Linked DNA regions of Sus scrofa: all the other regions are linked to region 3. A link is a contact called in public HiChIP or PLAC-seq data. All regions are on one chromosome and are shown on one strand. Each heading gives the region's core, a stretch centred on a gene start, on an enhancer-like site or on the middle of the called end of the contact. The rest is flanking DNA. Distances are from core to core; before and after follow the strand shown. Region 1 overlaps ARHGAP26 (rho GTPase-activating protein 26). Region 2 overlaps ARHGAP26 (rho GTPase-activating protein 26). Region 3 overlaps ARHGAP26 (rho GTPase-activating protein 26). Region 4 overlaps ARHGAP26 (rho GTPase-activating protein 26).

Region 1 (2,700 bases), core at 128-2,627, 150 kb before region 3:
GAGAGAGAGTACACAGGTTACCATAAAGAGTCCCACAGGTCTTCATTATGGAGGAACGAGGGTGTTTTGCATGTTGGTGAGAAGCAATTCGGCAGCGTCGAGGGTTGCTCCATTATGGTCACATTTTTTTTTCTTGCCACACCTAATCAGAACTGCATGTTCAGAAACAATTAAGCATAGCCAAGAACATGCAACTTGTAGGGAGACTCTGCCCCCAAAATGTCAAAGAATCCTGATGAAGTGTGTTTAAAATAATGGGAACTGGGATCCAAAAAGTTGCTCCAGATGCTCTCACATGACAGCGTGGTGCTTCTCCTACCCGGCCCCGCCAGGCGTTTGTTAAACAGAAAAGCTGGTTTATGTCTTAGCTGCACACTTGAAGGGCCTGCACCAAAGTAGTGGAAGTTCCAGGGACCCGTTCCAGCCAAGCATACATGGGGATACCCGGGATGGCTTTATGGCCCCTGGGTCTTAAGGTGGCCTCCAACCCTGCTGGGAGCAGCTAGAGAAGGGACAGCAACCAGCTGAAAGCAGTTGGGTTGTTCAGGACATGCAGTTGCTATGAGAACTTAATTGGGCTGAGAGAGACCCAGAGTCGGTGGTGACCCAGCAGAGCCAGAACTGACTCTTCCCATTTTTAAAATGCCTTGATGGAACATCCCATTGTGGCTCAGCGGATTGAGAACCCAGCTAGTGTCCCTGAGAATGCGGGTTCGATCCCTGCCCTTTCTCAGTGGGCTAAGGATCCCGTGTTGCCACAAGCTGTGGCGTAGGCGGCAGATGGGGTTCGGTTCCGGCGTTGCTCTGGCTTAGGCCTCAGCTGCAGCTCTGACTCAGCCCCTGCCCAGGAACTTCTCAGGTGCAGCCTGGAAAGAAAGGGACAAAGTAAAATAAAATAAAATGCCCTGAGGACTGTTAGGAATCTTTAAAGAAATAGAAATAGACAATCCGGAACCCTAAGGGTGGATGCTGGACCCTGGAGCCTTCTCGTCTCCTGGTGGATGGTTCACTCTTTCCCTCTGGTTCTCCCCTCTTGTCTCCCAACAGTCTTGTCCTCGTCCCTCGCCCAAGGAGAAGGACAACTGGAATATGCAAGTTCACGGTGTGACCTTGACTCTCTGCCTTCTAGCACATTTAAACCAATTTTGTTGCTGGAGTAACTTATTTTCAGCTTTGCTGGAGCATTGTGTCTTTACCTTTGATACTGACCACTGGTTTTCTTTGGTGCTCTGAGGTTGCGTGGCATTCCTTCGGTCATGTCGTCATGAAGAAGGCCACGTGCAGACAGGCTCTCGTGGCTGTCACGTGAGTCGGTCAGCGCTCAGGTCAGAACCCACAGTCTCCTGTTCTCAGCCTGCTGTGTTCTTGGTCCCTGGAGCCTCTAGATTTAAAATGTCTTGGAGGCGACGAGTATAAATGAGTGCTGCTGCATCCAGGGAGGAGTGTTTATTTGGGTTTTGAAAGACTTTCTTGGCATCCAGAGGCGTTCTAAGATTCCTGTCTCTAATTCTCTCTTCTCATGTACAGCACTGTCCTATTTTAACATCAAGCAGGGAGGGAAAGGTGGCTTGGGACAAGGGGTTTGTCTGTTTCATTGCTGTTTTCCCGGGATCAGACTTAGCCGACGAGACGCCTGAGCCATTGTTCCCCTGGTCCACTTACTTAACGGTCAGCTTCCTTCCTCAGTTTTGGTTTCAGGGCTGGTTCTGCTGGAAAACCTGGTGCTTTACTTCTCTCATTTCCCACCGTGTGTGCCCAGTGTGTCTCAAGCCTCTTGTTCAAAAGGAAGGTATTTTGTGTATTTTTTTAAAGCACTATTTTGAAACACTTTCCAGAATTAATTTCCTTTAGCTGTGGAGGGGGAGACATTTTATATTTCATCCCCAAGTAGAAATGCATGCAGAGGGGGGAAAAAAAGGCTTAGGGGGAAAGACTTAGAAACTCCAAACCTCCCCACAAATGATTACCAGGGCGCATTCAAATCGCAGCGCTCTTGGGTTTGTTTCAGACCTCAGAGAGAACAGAAAAATTATAGGCAACTCTGCACAGATTTTTGTGGTTCCAGCTTAAATCTACTATGATAATTAGATGTTTTCTGTTTCGATCCTGGAATCTAGTACACAGTCTGGAGTCACATGTGCCTCCAAGCATGGTCCCATCCACAGGGGTGCTTGTTGACAGTGACAGTGCTGTGCCCACTCTTAGTCTACACACGTGGCCTCGGCCTGGGCATTTGCAGTTCTAATTTGCTTCCCAGATAAATAGGCTACAGTCTTTTTTTTTTTTTTTTTAATGTCTTTAGGAAGTTCCTAGGCTAGGGGTCGAATCAGAGCGACAGCTGCCGGCCTATGGAAGTTCCTAGGCTAGGGGTCGAATCAGAGCGACAGCTGCCGGCCTACAGCACAGCCACAGCAATGTTGGCTCCAAGTCACATCTGCAACCTACACCACAGCTCACGGCAACACCGGATCCCTAACCCACTGAGCGAGGCTGGGGATTGAACCCGCATCTTTATGGATAATAGTTGGGTTTGTTGCCGCCGCACACAAGCAGAACTCTAACAAGCAGTCTTTTGAGCAGCACTGGCCTAGAGAATAGGCCATATTTAGGGATTTTCTAGGAGGAGGAAATGGTATATTAAGGGGAATGGGTTGGGATTTTGGAGGATATTAGGAATAGGGAAGAAGAAAAAGCAGTGAG
Region 2 (2,700 bases), core at 172-2,671, 130 kb before region 3:
GGAGTCCACTCTTTTAAGTAAAAACATATGTGTGTGTGTGTGCACGCGTGTGCATGTGTGTGCACATGTCCCGTGTGTAAGGAAAAGGGCCTGGAACATGCACCAAATTGTTGGAGTGACTAGATGTTCCCGGTGGTGTTACCGGGAGATGATATTTCTCCAAAATGGGGCAAACGTGTGGATGGTGACGATTTTCATGTTTCCTTTTTTATTTTTCAAATAATAACAGTTAAAGGAAAAAATTAAAATGCATTAAAGTAAACTTTTCATCTTAACCTAAACTCGCACCTACGGAAGTTCTAAGGAGGTGCCCCCTCTTAGGCTGGTTGCAGGTCCCTCCCTCTGGAAATGACGTGCCCAAGGTGTCTCTCTCGCCCCACCCTCGTGCTGGCCCTGGCAGGGTTTAAATCCCCTTCTGGGCATCTTATCAGCCTCCAGACCTGGGTCCTTCCTCTCGTTTCCTTCCGCCCTGGGCGGCGGTTGACAGGGCTAGAGAATGGAGATTGGTTCAGTCTGTCTTTAGTTTGTCATCTGAGACTACATCTGGAATTTGACAGCAGTCGAGAGGAAAAGGGGGTTTCAGATACAGAATTTTGGCTTCGGGAGAACGTTCCAGAAATGTGTCTGTTGCAGCTTTGCACGGGTAAATGAAAATCGTGCCCCTTTGCATCAGTAATTGCAAGCTGGCTTTGGGTACCGCTGTGGCGAAGCAGGAGCAGGTGGGCCTGATTCGCTCAGAACTGGAAAAGCCTCATTGGAGACTTGTGCAGCCTCGAAGTTCTTGGGCTCTGTACATACTTTGCCTGTGGCTGGCTGGTCAAACAGGTGGTTGTGGTGGAGCCTTTTAAGCGAATCAGTGGTAACAGAATACACAAAATTTACATGGCATTTTTATTTCAAGGGACCAAAGCCCTAGTCATGCATATTATCTGCTCACCACGCTCTGCACATTTGGGCCCCAGAGGCACTTTCCAGCTGAAATGGTCAGGACCAGCGCTAGCCATGGAAAAGGTCCTGGGATTATCAAATCCTCTTAGCACGGGTTTAACTTTTCCTTTGGTTTCTCGTAACCCGTCCTGCGGAAGACCTATCCCTCCGTCAGCTTGTGCTCTGTCGGGATTTGTAAGAGGCTTAGCCGCATCTGAGTGCCAGGTCCGCCTGGCAGGAGTAAAGGGGCCGGGGGCAGGATCTATAGAGTCAGACAACAAAAAAGTTAGGTGGGGTGGGGTGAGCCTGAGAGATTTAAAAGCCAACTTGTCCTGACTTGCTGTGACATTCCCTTTTTGAGACTGCCACTGCCGGAGCAGAGGCCTCCTCCTGCCGTCCCCACCCCCGGCCCCGCCCCGCTTCAGCCCTGCCAGCCTGTAAGCCCCTTGGCTCGCTGCCCTTCACTTAGCCTTTGCTCTTTGGTCTTTGCGCTGAGCCCGAGAGCAAGGCAGGCAGGGAGATCACCCAGGAAGCTCCGTTCGCCCTTTCAGAGTTAACTGAGCTGTACAGCTATAATTTGATTTTCACATTTAACTGAAAACACCTGCAGGGTCTGTCAGACAGAGTCCAGCCAGCCTGGGGTGGGCCCCATACCGCCGTCTCACTGTCAGGCTGATTAAATGAATGTGTTTTTCAAGGTACGTGCCTTGTTCAGGCCTTGGAGCAAGTCCTTGCGTCCTGTTAGTGGCTCCTTGGGCTGCAACTAGGGTACACCGGGCGCCTGTTTTGCTTTGGGACTTGTGTCTTAGCAAAGCAGTTTGTGGGAATTGACGCAGGGGTGCAGGTGTCTGGGGAAAATCAGCCTGTTGGACGCAGGCTCTGCAGGGCCTGAGCAGAGTCTGGAGGTGGGGGGTGAGATACAGAGTTCTTCTGATGCCCAAACCTGGGCTTGTCTTGCCTCACGCTGTCTTCTCCCCTCCTGAATGACCAAGTCAGCGGTCACCTGGCTTCAGGATGTCTGGATGGGGAAGATCTAAGGTGAAGCCCAGGAGTGTGGCCTAGCTCTGGATACTGGGGCACTTTGACCCACTCTGGTGTGAGGTCAGATGGCCATTCCAGTAAGGGCGTACCGGTCAACTGCACCTACCCTGGACTATGTCCTGTGAACACAGCAGTGGATTTTTTAAATATGATGTAAAAATACAGACTGAATCTATTCATGAAGATAATTGTAGGAAGTGTGAAGTGCTCTCAGGGAGGGGCAGGCAGTAAGAAGGATGGCAGTGGGCAAGGAACTCTTAGCTCAGGTGGCCAGAGGAGGTGACACTGAAGTCGCCACCTGAGTGGAGTGGGAGAGCAAAGCCATGTGAAGAATTAGAGGGAGAGTCTTCCACGCAAAAGAAAGGGTAAGTGCAAATGCCCTGAGGAACGGACCTGCTTGGCCTAGAAACTTCCATGGCTCATTCACAGAAAAGGTCATTGTGTCCCAAGCTGAATTTGGACAGCTAAGCAGGGGCCAGAGCCATGAGGAGAAGTTTGAATTCCATTCTAATTGGAAGGTTCTAGGGAGTGAGTGACATCTGTTTTTGTTGTTCTTTTCCCCGGTATTGCTCTGTTGATCTCTAGAGAATGAGCTAAACTGGGGTGAGAGACCCACTGGGAGGCTACTACGGTGGTCCAGATGGGACCCACAGGAGGCCGGGGCTGGGATGGAGGTGGTGGCAGTGGTGAGAAGTGGTCCACTTTGGCATCTTCCCTGAAGAAAGGAAAGCA
Region 3 (2,700 bases), core at 129-2,628:
GGCTGTGTGTCTTGTTTGGACCTCCTCTACCTGCGTGCAGCCTTCTTCCATTGTTTTAAGCAGCTTTATTTATTTCATACCATACAGCTTACCCATTTCAAATATACAGTTTACTAGGTCTTAGTGCACCCATCAGCACCAGTTCCGCAATAGCTTCACCACCCCTGTTCCCTGCAGCAGTTTCACGGAAATGGAATTATACACACCGTGGTTTTGTGACTGACTTCTTTCACTTTGTATAGTATTTGCAACATCACCCATGTTGGAGGCATCAGCACCTCACTCCTTTTTTCTTGATGCGTAATATTCCATTGTATGGATGTACCACATTTGGTTATGCCATTGAGGGACCTTTCCATTATTTCCACTTGTGGCTGTTATTAGTAATGTCTCTGTAAACATCCACATACAAGTTTTTTTTTTGGGGGGGTGGCTGTTTTCCACTCCCTTGGTAGCACACCTCGGGATGGGCTTGCTAGGTCACGTGGTAACTCTGTTTCACTGTTTGAGGAACCGCGGGACTGATTTCCACAGCGGTTGTACCTTTGACATGCCCACCTTCTTCTGTTTTTACATCTCCTTTTTGAACTGGTTTAACTAACCAAAAAAAAAAAAAGACAGAAGATACTTGATTTTTCACTGCCAAGTCCTTTCCTTCCCAGCAGGTTCTGTGACTCCCCTGCCTCCCAGTTCAGTAACTGCCACAAAGCCTATAAGAACAGCGAGAGCTCAAGCGAGTCTCAGGCCTCCCCCTGCCTTCCTGTGGTCTCTAGGGGTCAGGGCAGGGTTCGTTGACACTAGTTTTCTTTTTCACTAGCAATGCCAGTGACCTTTCCAATTCCCTGAAGAGCCAAAGGCCAAATCCAGCCCCAAGAACAACACCGCTCAGTGTGGACTGAGCTGCTGTCGAAGAAGGGGTCTGACAGAGTGTCAGCCGGGGTTCAGACTGGTTGGTTGGTAATGTTTTAGGATGTCCGATATTTGGAAAATGCTACTAATAGCCTCCTTTCCCCCGGCCTTCACCTCTTCCGTAGAAAGGGGGCATTAGAGGAGAAAATAACTATTTCCTTGTTCAGGAGATCTTTTTTTGTTGTTGTTCTCTCTCTTGGTAACTTATTGCTGGAGATACCAAGTAAGAGCAGTTTGAGTTGGATGCTCTGTTGCTGTCAGGTTACATCATCAGACCAATCAGAAGAGAGTTTCCTAGTAACAGAAGAGTGAGCTAGTGAGAGAGAGAGGGTGTGTGTGTGTGTGTGTGTGTGTGTGTGTGTTAGAGAGAGAGAGATCTTTATCAGGATCAAGAAGAAGAGGAGGAGGAAGAGGGAGGGGCACCTGGAGGGGAAAGTCTGTGGTTCATGATGATTCATCTCCAAGCCTCTGGATTCCGGGGACCGCTGCGCATCTGGAGAGGCTGCTCCGTCGGCGTTTGGACTCTGTGCCATGGGGAATGGCTGTGCAATACTCAGAAATAACTCCGCTGTCAGCCCTTGACCGTCTACTAGGAAACTATCCATTTCTCCAAGAGCACCTCAGACAGTAACTGGAAAGAGCAAGAACTCGTGTTCTCAGGAGCATTAGTCATCGAGAAGCAGTGTGATTAGTGGTACCTGGAAAATTCACATGCATTCACTGCAGTCGGCTTCTGGGGATACTTTTAATCAGGATCTGACATGGGCGGGATCCTTCATTCCCAGGGTACAGGCTGGGCTGCCCCCGGTGTCCTTTGCTAATAAAGGACCTCTCAGGCCGTGGGGCGATGGGGGAGTTCCTCGGTGGAGCCTTTCAACCTCCCCCCAGGGCGTGGCCGCCAGCTGCCGGACTGGTCTCGTCACTTGCATTCCTGCCTCCCGTAACCCACGCTCTGCACAGCAGCCAGGCTGATCTTCGAAAAATGGAAGTCGCGTGTTATTCTCCTGCTTCTGGTGCTCGAGTAGCCTCCTGTTGCTCTTAGCATCATGGGCGCGGAGCTCTTGGTCCTGCGCCTGCCCTCTGGCCCCTCTCACCCTAGCTCGAGTCACGGCAGCCTCCGGGAGCTTCTTTATGTTCTCAGAGTCAGCAAACCCTGACCTGCCAGTGGAATCCAGCCCGCAGCCTGTTTTTGTAAACAAAGCCTCCCTGGAACCCAGCCACCCGTGTCTCTCTGCTCACATGTTCTCTGTGGCACAACAGTAGCAGAGTTGAGCAGTGACACAGCGATGATGAGGCTTTTTCAGAAAAACTTGCAGACCGCTCTTCGGAAACCACAAGCTTCTCCCCATCTCGGGCCTTTACCCTCGTGTAATCCCCTGCCTGGCCGGCTCCTTTGGATTATTTAGGTTTCAGGTTTCCGAGCTCCCCGCCCCCCCTCCGCCCCGCCCCCTGCCAGTCTCTTGCGCCCCGCTCAGGCTTACTCTCTGTCTAGATGGTTCCTCCCCAAGAGCAGACTCTCATCCGCTTGTTCTGTCCTGTGGGCAGGGACCTGGCACCGTGTGTTTGTTCAGTGAGCCCACATCTTCAGCTACACAGGGGTCTGTGTCTCTTGCAGCCAGGGCTGCTTCCGCTTGGAGCAGCGGGCCATCAGAGGTCTTAGTCCCACACTTGCTCCTGGTCCACAGCGCATGAAGGTGCCAGAGGAGCATGAGCCACATGTGTGCAGGGGCGTATGGTGTGGATGTGGATTGAGCTGAGAGAGCGTAGCTGGCGGGGCAGGCCTGTGTCAGC
Region 4 (2,700 bases), core at 38-2,537, 190 kb before region 3:
TAGGATTGCACCGAACTGTACAGACTCACCTGTGGAACATGGACACCTGTGGACTCCTCACTCACCTCCTCCAAGGGCTTGGAATGCCCTTCCGTCTCATCACACCTTTATTAGAGTTTTGGTTTTCTGCCGAGAGGCTCTTCTGTGTTCTTGGTTGCGTTAATCCCTAAGTACGCAATTCAAAAACCAGTCTGCTGTTTTTGCCAGTCCTGCAATGGCCTCTTGACCGTGGATTCTGCCCTCAGGAACCTTCCCTAGATTTGTTCCTGGATTGTCAGCAACATACAGTGATGCTGAGTTTTCTCTGGTTGGTCAGATTCTTACCCAGCAGTGGAGCGAAGGCCGAGATGGGAGTTTGGGTAGCGGAGAGGAAGGAAGTCTGCTTTGTTGCTCCCGAAGCTTTTCTACTGAGCAGGCGATCTCTCCTGTGTCAGTCACGGAGACGGCAAAACGATGGTCATTGGTTTTCCCTCTCTTGTTAAAAAGAACAAGGAGTTCTGTTGTGGCGCAATGGTTAACGAATCCGACTCGGAACCATGAGGTTGCGGGTTCGATCCCTGGCCTCGCTCAGTGGGTTAAGGATCTGGCGTTGCTGTGAGCTGTGGTGTAGGGTGCAGATGCAGCTCGGATCCTGCGTTGCTGTGGCTCTGGCGTAGGCTGGTGGCTACAGCTCTGATTCGACCCCTAGCCTGGGAACCTCCATATGCCACGGGAGCAGCTCAAGAAAAGGCAAAAAAGACAAAAAATTAAATTAAATTAAAATTAAGAAATAATAAAAAGAATGAGACTCTGCCTGGGCAGGAACCCCTCCTCTTCCCATCTTACCCTTTGCCACCTTAATGCAGATCTCGAGTCTGTGCGTCCTGTTCCCGGCTTTATGTTTGGCTGCAGGTGTGAGATTTGCTCCCCAAAGGCGTTATGCGAATGGGCGCATTCTCATTTTGAAATGAGTCAGAAGCAGGAGGGGGAGCCAGGAGGGGCCTGTCCTCAGCCCAGGCCGCTCTTGTGCTGTAGTCCCACCTGAGGGCAGCTGGAAACTCGGGACCTTGTTAGAGAGGATACACAGTCCAGCGCTAGAGAGCAGGGGAAAGGCAGGCTTTCTTTGTGACTTTCGCTTTACCAGGTTTGAAGTTTTAAATGATAAACGTCTCTGCCTACTTAGCTCTAAAAAGATTAGCTTGTTTACAGAAAGGCTGCTCTCCCGCTGCTCTGCCAGCTGTGTGGAGGTGGCAGACTGGGCAGAGAGAGGCGATCTAATCTTGGCTTCTCGTGCTTTCCGTAATGGGAGTGTTCGCTCCAGTCATTGGTCAGTCGGGTCATTTCTGAGGACCAAGCTCGAGGTGCCCTAAAGTGGCCTTCTTGGGACTTCCCGCCCCAGCTGGCTCTTCAAAGGGACATCACCCTTTTTTCTGCTTCCCATTCTTGTTGGACGTGTTGCTGTGTGTTCTGACCTCAGCCTTTCACTAGACTTAATTGCCGGAGGCCAGGCTTCATTCAGTTAATACCTCTTGGAATTCTTAAGGACCCGTGGCCCTGGGTGACACGAGCACTGAGGGCCGAGGACACCCACCAGCGCAACATGTGCCTCTGCTTTCTGGAGTAAATTGAGACCCCTGGGAGGTGATAGACAGATGGCCCATCCCGTGCGTGTGGGTGTGTAATCTCTACACTGTCTGTGGATGCACTAGGCTGCAGACAGGTGCCCACAGCCGAGCTGGATGGGTTTCCAGCTGGACTTCCTCAGGTGCCCGCCTCTTTGCTTCCCAGTCAACGTCCCTTCGTCCCTCCCAGTTTGTCTTTAACCCAAGAATCCTTTGCATCCATAGAATGCTCAAGAACCCACCACAGGTGCCCGCTCGTCATTCACACCGGAGGCAGGAAGAAGAGCAGTGACCGGAGAAAGACTTGCAAAGTTGGAACTAGGATCTGGTTATCTGCAGGGTGTAGACGTGAAATGAACCTCATTCCTAAGAGGTTGAACAGCTTGTGTTTTTGCTTATTATAAAAATAATTTGGGAGTTGCCGTCGTGGCACAGTGGAAGCGAATCCGACTAGTGTCCTTGCGGATGTGGGTTTGATCCCTGGCCACACTCAGTGGGTTAAGGATCTGGCATTGCCGTGAGCTGTGGTGTCTGTCACAGACCTGGCTCGGGCCTGGCGTTGCTGTGGCTGTGGTGTAGGCTGGAAGCTACAGCTCCAGTTCGACCCCTAGCCTGGGAACCTCCATCTGCCACCAGTGTGGCCCTTAAAAAAAAAAAAAAAAAATGAACTCACTGTGGAATATTAAGAGAATACAGCAGTGGATTTCAAAAATCCAATAAAACTAAACTGTAATATCATCCCGGAGATATTTCTTCCTTTGCCTTTTTCTCGTGATGTCTCATGTGTATTTTGTCAGTTTGACTTAACTGGCCTTATACTGAATATCCTTGTTGGCATTCTGCTTGTAAAAATTTACATGAAGAGTCCCCTTGTAGCTCAGCAGATGAAGGATCTGGCGTTGTCACTGCTATGGCTCTGGTCACGTCTGTGGCCCAGGTTGGATTGCTGGCTTGGGAACTTCTGCATGCTGCGCGTGTGGCCCACATAAATAAATAATTAATGAAAAGGTACACAGATTTTTCTAGAAGGCGAAAATGGTTTCTAAATGCCATGTGTAATGATGGTTGGGCGTTGTCCTAAGAGTCTATCCTGGTGTGT

What was found. HiChIP or PLAC-seq counts read pairs in DNA pulled down with a chosen protein or histone mark.
Region 1: a contact with region 3 is called in an H3K27ac HiChIP or PLAC-seq map of skeletal muscle. The contact joins two enhancer-like sites. A contact is called at or near these places in 2 of 47 Hi-C or Micro-C datasets (embryonic fibroblasts and skeletal muscle) and 1 of 2 datasets of contacts at active chromatin or transcription factors (skeletal muscle).
Region 2: a contact with region 3 is called in an H3K27ac HiChIP or PLAC-seq map of skeletal muscle. The contact joins two enhancer-like sites. A contact is called at or near these places in 1 of 5 promoter capture datasets (liver), 3 of 47 Hi-C or Micro-C datasets (liver and skeletal muscle) and 1 of 2 datasets of contacts at active chromatin or transcription factors (skeletal muscle).
Region 4: an H3K27ac HiChIP or PLAC-seq map of skeletal muscle shows a contact between it and region 3. The contact joins two enhancer-like sites. A contact is called at or near these places in 7 of 47 Hi-C or Micro-C datasets (embryonic fibroblasts, fetal heart ventricle, fetal skeletal muscle and 3 more) and 1 of 2 datasets of contacts at active chromatin or transcription factors (skeletal muscle).

What each region holds. Positions count from the first base shown.
Region 1 is chr2:144,613,979-144,616,678 of Sscrofa11.1, forward strand. The region is part of intron 17 of ARHGAP26 (rho GTPase-activating protein 26); the gene reads left to right. Among named protein-coding and RNA genes, the nearest start is that of ARHGAP26, 310 kb to the left of the region's middle. Within about 2 kb of position 1,378, at least 9 of the 83 cell types and tissues checked have an H3K27ac peak or open chromatin away from gene starts, as enhancers often do. A contact at or near this core is called in skeletal muscle, where this site is marked.
Region 2 is chr2:144,636,365-144,639,064 of Sscrofa11.1, forward strand. The region is part of intron 17 of ARHGAP26 (rho GTPase-activating protein 26); the gene reads left to right. Among named protein-coding and RNA genes, the nearest start is that of NR3C1, 290 kb to the right of the region's middle. Within about 2 kb of position 1,422, at least 14 of the 83 cell types and tissues checked have an H3K27ac peak or open chromatin away from gene starts, as enhancers often do. A contact at or near this core is called in liver and skeletal muscle, where this site is marked.
Region 3 is chr2:144,765,448-144,768,147 of Sscrofa11.1, forward strand. All of the region lies in intron 22 of ARHGAP26 (rho GTPase-activating protein 26), which reads left to right. Among named protein-coding and RNA genes, the nearest start is that of NR3C1, 160 kb to the right of the region's middle. Within about 2 kb of position 1,379, at least 32 of the 83 cell types and tissues checked have an H3K27ac peak or open chromatin away from gene starts, as enhancers often do. A contact at or near this core is called in liver and skeletal muscle, where this site is marked.
Region 4 is chr2:144,572,969-144,575,668 of Sscrofa11.1, forward strand. All of the region lies in intron 12 of ARHGAP26 (rho GTPase-activating protein 26), which reads left to right. Among named protein-coding and RNA genes, the nearest start is that of ARHGAP26, 270 kb to the left of the region's middle. Within about 2 kb of position 1,288, at least 8 of the 83 cell types and tissues checked have an H3K27ac peak or open chromatin away from gene starts, as enhancers often do. A contact at or near this core is called in skeletal muscle, where this site is marked.